2 separate regions of the Anser cygnoides genome follow, and region 2 is linked to region 1. Evidence: chromatin contacts called from public Hi-C data. All regions are on one chromosome and are shown on one strand. The core of a region is the stretch at or near the end of the contact, and the rest is flanking DNA. Distances in the headings are between cores, read along the strand shown.

Region 1 (4,659 bases), core at 1,194-3,693:
AAATTCGCGGGCCTGCGAGGAACAGGCTGCTCGGCTGGAAAAGCAGACTCCCATTCCCCTTCACAGAAGGTTTCTGTGGAGCAGGGGTTCCCAAACTGACAAACCCGAGCCGTGTTGCTCAGCAGTGCCTGTGCCGTGGCGGTACGGCACACGCAGCCCACAGAGCCAGGTCGTGCGCATCCAGCCTCCTCAGAGCACCGCACCCGCTGGGTTTGCACCCCACTGGGCTGCACCGTTTTGTCTTTTGGGGCACAAAGCCTTTTGAAAAGGCATCGTGGCTCTCGGTGACCTGCCCTTCGCAGAGGGAGCGCATCTGTCACATGAGATAGAAACAAGTGAGAGTCCTTGCAAAAGCTCTTCCTTGCTGAGGCGCCTTTAACTTGTCAGGTACCCTCTCAACCCGTTGCAACGTTTCCAAAAACACAACAAAAACCTCTTGAAACAGACTGAGCCAAGGGGCCAGTTTCAATTCATTTTCCCTTATAAGTATACAGTATGAAACAGCCCCGGCCCTGTTCTCATGGCCTTACATCATCCTTTCCCCTCCTCCCCAGGACATCTGATTTCTGCACCCCGCTCTCTCATAGTGAAACCGAATTATCGAGAGCAAGCTCAGAACAACCACAGACAAATCGCCCACATGAAGTAAAACCAAAAAGCACAGCTGCCCCGGGTCCCAGTCTCATGCCACCAGAGATGGAGGTCTGCTATGGCACCGTGCAGAGGCTCTGGCAGCCAGTGTGTGCCTCAATTTTCCCTTCCCAGCACCAATGAGCTGTAGCTTTCACCCACACCGTGCCAACAGCTGGCATCGAAATACAGGACCAGAAAGGGTTGTCTGGAGAAATGCATTTGTAGGTCTGGTGCTCTATTACAGAGGCATTTTACCTGACTTATTTTAGAACCATACATTTAAAAAAAAAAAAAAAAAAGAGAAAGTTCCCACTCAATTCTTTTTACTTTCAAAGACAAAGACTTTGCTCCCAATTTAGCATTCCTTGATTAAATACATCAGAAAGGAGCATAGGGAGGAACAACCCACCCACTGCCATTTAAGTCTAGCAAAAGGCTCACCAGTACCACTTAATTTCACCACAAACAAACGCTCTTGCAAAAGGGACCCCTTGCCAGCACAAGGCACCCAACAAAAGAGCCTGCCGGAACAGGACTGCTTTTTCAACACATGCATTTTCAATATGCGATCTTTCAGCAACCCATATCTCAAGTGAGCAGGCACAACAGCATCTAAAAAGGGAAACGACGGGGGTATGCTGCAAGGAGGTTAGAAAAAAAAATTATGTGTGTAACTAGAACGGGGGAATATGGATAAAAACTGTAAGGTATGGCTTACACCTTTGTTGTTGATGCTTTATGTTAGATGTAAGCCAGAAATATTGCTGCCTCGTACGCCAGCCCTGAAAACAGCCACACAAATCTTGCTTTGTTTTCTGCTTACAAGCAGGCACAGAGAGAGAGGCTCAACAAACACGCTTGATGCTGGGGGTTCTTTGCTCATCAATTCATGGCAGTTCAAGCCGGGAGCATCGCCGCACCCAGTAACGAAGCCAAACCACCTCTACTTTTTCACGTTAGACGCTTCAGCAATCAGCGAACAGCCTGCTTACAGAAGCCCCGCAACACATCGCGCAGAAACGTTAAGGAAACGATAACATTTTTATTATTTTTATTGTTGTTTTTTTTTTGCAGCATTTCGGGGCGAGCGCCCCAGGAGCGGAGGCCGGGCGCCGGGTGCTTTGTCTGGAGGCCGGCGCGATGCACAGGGTTTCCTCGGCTCGCCGCGGCAACGGCCGGCGCCAGCCAATCACGAGTGGCTGGCTGAGATCGCACCAAAGTAGGTAGTGAAAAACCCTGAAAAAAAAAAAAATTAGAAAAAAAAAAAAAAAGGCGAGCGAGCGAAGCCACTTCCCCCTCACCGCCTCCTCAGCCCGCCGCCGCCCCCGCCCGGCCTCGACCCGGCCGCCTCCCCTCACGATCGCTCCCTGCCCCTCACAGCCGCCCCCGCCCCCGCTTTTACCCCCCTAAATCCCCTTTTACCCCCTCACACCCCCTTTTTACCCCCTCACACCCCCATTTTGCCCCCTTTTTGCCCCCATTTTGGCCCCTCACGCGCCGTTTTGCCCCCTCACGCCCCCATTTTTACCCCCCCCTCCTTTTGCCCCCCCCTCATTCCCTCACGCACCCCCCGCCCTCCGCGCACACCTTGGGGCAGGTAGCCCCGCCCCTCTTCTCTCAGCGCCCGCCGCCATTGGCCGGCCGGCCATCCATCACCCGCCGGCTCCGCCTCCGATTGGGCGGCCCGCCCCCCTCAGGGGGCGTACGGAGCGGGGGGGCGGCAGGCGCGCATGCGCTCTGTCTCTAGTGAGGCAGCGGGGCGTTGCCACGCGGGGCTCCCACCATAGCAACCGCTTCCTCCTCCGGGCCCGGCGGCCGTGACGTCGGCAGCGTTTCCGCCCGGCTCGCGCCCTCGCCGCTTCCCTTCCTGCCGCCGGAGCCCGCGCCGCGCCCAGCCGCCGAGGGGAGCAGCCGCCGCCGCACCGCGCTCCGCCGCCCGCCGCCGCCGCCATGGTAAGGGACCTGCGGGGCGCCCCCCCCCCTCCACCCCACAGCCCCGGGAGCCTACCGGCGGCTCCCCGCCGGGCTCCGGTCCCTCGGGGCGCCGCGCCGTGAGGCGGCGGAATCCCCCCCCCCCCCATATCCCCCCCGCATCAGTGCCGTGGAACGTTCCTCCCCTCCCCCCCCGCTTTGCGGTGGTACGTTCCATCCCCTCAGAGCGCCCCTTCCCCCTCCCCCCCCGGAGGCGCGATGGTACGGCCCGCGCCGCGTGCGCGCGCGGGGGGCCGAGCGCGTCCATTTCGTGGCGCGGGGGGGGAGCGGAGCGCGCCGCGGGGCCCCTCCCAGCGCTCCCTGTCTGTGCCGCAGGGCGCGGCCGCACCCAACCCCCCCCCCCCCCCCGGGGCTTTTGTAGGTCGGGGGGTGGGGGGGGTACGGCCCGGCCCGGCCCGGCCCGGCAGGAAGCTGCGGCTGCCCCCGGCCGCATCCGGCCGCGCGGCGGGAGCCATCTTCCTCGGGGGGAGGGGGTGGGGGGGCGCCCAAGGCCGCTGGAGCCTGGCGGAGGAGGAGGAGGAGGAGGAGGGTGCGAGCCCTGCCTCGGCCGTGAGGGGAGAAACGCCCCCAGAGAGCCGCCCGGCCATTGTGCCCCGGCGCCGTGTGGGCGGATCGGGGGGGGGGGGGTAAAGGCGAAGTTTGCCCCCTCCCATCACCCCACCCCCCCGTTTAACCCGCACGGCTGAGATTGATGAATTGGCATGAATTAGCTCGCACAGCCCTAATTACCGCCCTGTTCTTGCCTTTCCGGCACCAAACACCGGCGTCTCTTAACGCCCTCCGTTAGGTTATTCGCCGCTAGCTTTTGAAGGGCGTCGCAGCCCACCCGCAGCATTCGCCGTTCGTGTCCCCGACGCAGGGCACAGCTCGTGGATAAACTCCCGCCCCGCACGGCCCCAGCGCGCAGGATGTGCTGGTAATCTCCCTGCTTCCTATAAAACCCAGCTGAAGCATCCCCGGCCGGGCTGCAGCGTGGAGCAGAGCTAATGGGAGTTGCAGATGAAGCTGCTGAAAAGTCTGACGAGACTTGCAGCTCTTGTTTAAAATAGGCTTGTCTGAACAAGCTAGCTGCCACCTCTGCAGTACGCAAACCTAGTTTAAAATGACTCCTCGGCGTGTCAGGCTGCATCTTGCTTCAGAACCAGGCAATTCCCAAGTCAGCCAGAACTAGCATTTCTCATAGTGATCTTTTTTAGAACAGGGTGTGTTTTTTTGGCTTTTTTTTTTTTTGGTTCCTGTGTTTTTAGATGCGTTCTAGTTGCAGCAAACGATTTTGCTTTTAGGCAGAGCGTAGGCCTTTTGGCAGAGTACCATAACGCCAAGCAGCAGGGCGTCACTTTACATCAAAAGAACATTGGATTTTCGGCTTTTATCTGTCTTGCCACGAGGTTCGGTTTGCTTTACTACTGGATTAAATGATTCCACGGTCTTCGGAGGGCTGTGCAAATCATTTTTTCCTCGTTGTTAGTCAACAGTATTCCCCAATCCGTGTAATTACAAGGTACGTGTGCCTCGTATGCGAGCTGACAGCCTCCTGACAATGGGTAGTGTGGGTGTGGGGCGTGTTCCTGCTCGCACCGCCAGGATATCGCTACTGGGAGGCTCCAGTGGGGAGCGAGGGCTGAGCTCAGCAATCTCATGCGGGAGAGCCTGCGGACAGCCAGAACTTGCATCTGAAGCTGTTTGGAGCCTTCTGCTCCCCTGACTGCTCGCTGTTGGCAGCAGTCTCAAGGATATCTTGATTAAAAAAAAGTGTCTGGGATGCCCGGAGAGGCCTTCAAAAGCTGTTCTTAAGGGTGATCTTGAGGTTGCCATAGGAGTGCAGAGGACCACGAGAAAATTCCTGCAGGCGGTTGGGCTCGAACTAGCTGATTTCTGTGCTGAATGTGCTCCTAAGAAGCTTTGCTTTCCGGCAAGAGTCCCGCCGAGTGCCAGCTTACACCCGCATTACCTCACAAACATGTGTTTCAGCGGAGGAGCAGGCGCTGCTCAAAATTTCTGCCCTCCCCCTGGCTGCCACACTTCCTGTTTTTC
Region 2 (4,659 bases), core at 543-3,042, 170 kb after region 1:
TAAGTTACTCAAGGAAGTGGATATTCATAAATATATGATAAAGTTTCAAATGGTCACATAAGAAAATGTTTTATATAGAGTTAAAGCTATTATTCATACCTGATTTTATTTCTACGAGAGTATTTGTATCTATTTCATGTTTAGCCTTCCCTGGAAGAGGGATTCGAAGTGGTATGACCTGAGGAACTGAGACAGAGCCCGCTGTCATTTTTCTCACCAGTGATCTTTAAAACAGAAAAACAAAAAGGCAGACAATATTTTTCTTGACAGAAGAATGCATTAAGAAATATGGTCTTTTAATGTAATTCCTCATCTTCATTTGTTTATTTTAGGAGAGAGAACACTGGATACTTTAAACTGCTCACTCATTAATATTTATGTGCTTTTCACATTGAAAAATAATAAGATCCTAATGATCATCAGACTTTTGACATTTTCTCCTATTACAGAACTGTGAACAAAGCTTAAGATGAGCTCTGTTGCCTTTATTTCACTTCAGCTTTCCTTGCTCAAGTCTGACTTCTGAGTATTCAAGGGAAACAACTTTAGCATCATACATCAGTGATACGTGCTGAGAGAGACCAGTGAGGTATCTTGACTCTAATCATTAAAGATATGGTGTCATTTTCTCTGCAGGAAGAGCAAGCTACTTGTTTTGCTGTGGCCACCTGAATGGATGTCAAGGCAATGCAAGAAGATGTCCTGAAGCGGGCTAGAGAGAGACAGGTATTCCTTAAGCTTATCTCATTTATGGCATGCATTAAAAATATACCTATAAAGCACATGCCAAACATTATTTACCATAATTTATGTATTATGTATTATGTCATCACGTCACAAAATATGAGAGTGAATTTGGATTCAGTAACATGTTACTATACAAAAAGATGTTCAGCAGATCTTAGGAATTGATATTCAGGGCCAGAAAATGCATGTACACTAGAAGGATTTGTTTTTTTTAGCTAACCTTTCGATCCTCCAGAAACACCTCTCACCCCACCCATTAACGCAGTCAGGATTCTGCACAGAGGGTGTCTGTCAGCCCATGCTCTGACTGGGGTAAGGCACCGCGCTGCCTGCAGCTGCCCATCTCCGCGCTGGGTTGCACATGAGGAACACGGACAGTTCTCAGCCAAAGCTCTCTTGTGCTGCATGCACACTGCGGCAAAGTCACGTAAGGGCGTGCAGATCAGACCTTTACCTGACACCAGGGGCTGTGACCAGTTCTCCTCAAGGCTCTGACAGCTCTTGGCACACCTGGGGCAGAAGCACAGGGTCCCCAGTCAGCCTGGTGGGAGCCCACCAGAGGGACAGAACAGGTCCCGCTGGCAGCCCCCCTGTGACAGGAGACGCCCTCAGCCCCGCCAGGCCCCGTGCCCCTTCCTCACACCGCACAACCCCGCTCCATCCTGTTGATGCAGGATGGAGCCCCACTCGATCCCCTCACACGATCCTGCCACCCTGCTTGGTCCCGGAGCAGAGGCCTGTCCCCCCCGCAGCGCCCAGACACACAGCCCCTGCTCACCCCGACCGACCTCTGCTGCAAAGCCCCTGAATGCCCCCCCGATCCCTGCCCATCCCAGTCGATCCCTGCTATGGATTCCCTGCCCACCCCCTCTTGATCCCCACCCACCCCACTCGATCCCAGCCCTCCCCCGTCAATCACAATCCCAGAGCCCCTGCCCATCCCCACTGGATCCCTGCTGCGGAGCACCTGCCCACCCCGCTCGATCCCTGCGCGCCCCACTCGATCCCTGCCCTCCCGACTCGATCCTCCCCCCCCAGTTACCACAGACGCCACGATCCCGGCCTAGCAACCGCCCCGTCCCGCCCCCCGCTCCCCGCCCGGCTCCGACGCCATCGGTGCGCGCCGCGGCGGCGCCATGGCGGAGGTGCGGGTGAAGCCGGAGGCGCCCGACCCGGTGGACATCGAGAGCCGGTGAGCGGGGCGGCGGGGCCGGGAGGAGCGACCCGGGGGCCGCAGCTCTCCTGTCTCCCGTCGTTCGGTTCCTAAAGCTGTCTGGTCGCTGCTTGCGCGCCGTCACTTTCCACCCAGGGCTTAGAGCGGCGCAAAACCAAAATGGAGCGAAGTTTGGTTTCTCCGGGGCTTGCCGGAGCGCATAGGCATGACCAAGAAGCATTTCGTCATAGTTTTATCCATGAGCTCTTCTCTTCTTGCCCTTCAATCCCGACCCCGACCTTTCGGATGCGGCAGGATACGGTTTTTAACCTCGCTCTTCTCCCTCCCCCAGGATAATCGAGCTGTGCCACCAGTTCCCCCACGGCATCACCGACCAGGTGATCCAGAATGACATGCCGCACATGGAAGCCCAGCAGCGAGCCATGGCCATCAACAGGCTGCTCTCCATGGTAGGCCCCGCGGAGCTCCCCCGTTGCTTCAGGCACCCCGCGCCACTCGTATGGACGGGCTGCGTGGTGGCCGCCGGCTGGGCAGGGCTACCGAGCGGGTCTGGTTGGAGTCAGTGGCGTTTGCTGTAATTTACGGTTGCCATAGCTTCTTTTTGGTTGCCGTAACCACTCAGGGTCTCCATAACCAGTTAAACATACCTCAAAAGTTACCGTTTCCGCTCTGTAATAGAAAGTTAATGTGCGTATGTCTACTTGTCTGTATAGGTTAGGAAGCTGCCACTGAGAAGTAACACATTAGTCTTCTGAGGTGTGCAGAATCCTTTGCTCTTCCCCCCTATGTATTACTTTCTGTATTTACTATGTAAAATAAAATGCGATACAGTGCTCTTGTATGTAACAGTCAAGTGCAAGTGTAGTTACTGTGGTTCAGCAGGGGGTTAGCCACAGTGATAACGAAGCCTGGTAGGGAATGAACTAGCTAGTGATAAAGAGATGAAAGAATGGATGTTAGCCTATGGTCTTATATGTGAAGCATTTCACCAAACCCCTCACGAAATCCTGAGCTTGTGGATTACTCTGATAATAAGCAGGTGAGACATCTGAGGAGTTTGTTTGCATCTTCTAGAAATTTCCTACATCTTGCTTGGCATTTCCCTTTGTTATCAGGACTCCAGCCTAAGATAAGATTGAGCATCGCAGTCAACTCCTGCTACATGTTAAGGAGTAGATAGGAGCTGTTGAGTTATGGTTTAGTGTGGTATGAACTTCAGTATCAGCTAACCAGACTTCTTAGCTCGGTCCATACTACATGGTTCTGGAAGTAATCTAACCTACCTCATTTTGTTTTTTCTATTTATCAATATATTTATCAGGACATTGGCTGTGAGCTTTTTTGTTCAATATCTTTTGAATTGGTTGTCCAAATTTCAGACTGAGGCTTCAAAGACAGCTAAGTCTCTAAAACTTGTCTAAAATACATGTCTTGGGGAGTGGGATGTGGGGGGAGATCTAGTAAGTGCCTTATTGGTGGGGGGAAAAACTGTGGTGAGAGATAGGCGTTAATAAGAATCTGGGAGATAAGCTGCGAGTATTTCTTCTGTAGAAAAGCATTGAGAGGGATCATCCTGAAGTGGGAGCTCCATTCAATTACATAATCCAAATCTGGAAGAAACAAGATTGTAACTGTGGGGAAGGGATCAAACAGCAACGGAAAAGCAAACGTTAACTAATGCTGTTATGTGCATGTTCTTGAGCTTCTCTAATTGCTTGCTTCTTTCTCCAAAACAGGAAAGAGGAATTTGCCTGGTTTAGGCATAGCAGAACAAGTCTTTGAACAAGTGTGTGAGAGATGCTAGTAATTCTCAGTCCTGGCTGTCAGTTTTCCAGTGATCTCTACTTAAGCCAAAAAAAAACCCCACAAACAACCCCTAACAAAACAAAAACTTTTTTTTTTTTTTCTGATAGCTAATGATAAATGGATACTCATAGGGAAAAAATAGCCTCAGGGGTATCGTTGTGTCCAACAGATAGAAATGTTAAATTTCCTTTTTTTATTCAGAAGTCTTTAATTTTTTTTTTCCTTTACAAGTTAAGGAGACTTTTTGCCACATTCTGAAACAAGCTGTTTGAAGGAGAGTAAATGTGCTGTGTCTGTTTCTCATAGGGGCAACTGGACCTTCTCAGGAGCAATGCAGGTCTCCTGTATAGAATCAAAGAGTCTCAAAATGCAAGGTAAGCCTCACACTTGTTGAATAAATATTTGAACACAATTCTGACGCTTGTGCCTCATTGCTGAGAAGCCACCAAGCAATTTAACATGGATTCTGGAACAGGAATATTACAGAACTTAAGCGTACCCTCCTAAAACAAGTATTTAACTCCCCTGAGCCGAACCTGGAAACTGTTTTAATGGTTTCTCCTAAACAGAGGCTATCATGGAACTCTCCTTGTAATGTGCTAGTGGAGTTCCTGAGCTGTCAAAGCGATCCGTGCAAACAGATGTTTATGTTCAGGTGAAATCCAGCTGAAGTTCGACCATACCATCTGCAACTGTGGTTCTGTGGTCTTCCTCATTGCTCGTGTTGCATGAGCAGTGCTCACATTTATAGAGGTTCCAGGAGACCACTTGATCTGCTGTGCGTGTTCTTCATTTGATTTATTAAAATGTACCTTCAAACCATGTTTTGTGATGACTGTGTAAATATGAGTAAGAGGCGCCAGACTTAATTCTAGAAAGAAATATCCTTCAAAATTATCCTCAACGCAGGCATCTCAACCTCTCTTTACAAT

What was found. A called contact is a pair of places that touch in the nucleus more often than the background predicts.
Region 2: a Hi-C map of liver shows a contact between it and region 1, with 1.9 times the contacts expected there. The contact joins the promoter of POLR3F here to the promoter of DSTN in region 1. A contact is called at or near these places in 3 of 7 Hi-C or Micro-C datasets (granulosa cells and liver).

What each region holds. Positions count from the first base shown.
Region 1 is chr3:14,998,248-15,002,906 of Taihu_goose_T2T_genome, forward strand. DSTN (destrin, actin depolymerizing factor) reads left to right here and starts at 2,444. Exons shown (of 4, transcript XM_066993538.1): 1 at 2,444-2,586. The coding sequence starts at 2,584. It overlaps LOC136790336 (a long non-coding RNA gene), which reads right to left and starts at 2,358. Exons shown (of 2, transcript XR_010830066.1): 1 at 2,221-2,358; 2 at 1,656-1,869.
Region 2 is chr3:15,172,249-15,176,907 of Taihu_goose_T2T_genome, forward strand. POLR3F (RNA polymerase III subunit F) reads left to right here and starts at 1,793. Exons shown (of 9, transcript XM_048078909.2): 1 at 1,793-1,939; 2 at 2,253-2,370; 3 at 4,034-4,101. The coding sequence starts at 1,884. It overlaps DZANK1 (double zinc ribbon and ankyrin repeat domains 1), which reads right to left and starts at 1,873. Exons shown (of 22, transcript XM_048078905.2): 1 at 1,790-1,873; 2 at 1,202-1,257; 3 at 100-224. The coding sequence starts at 208.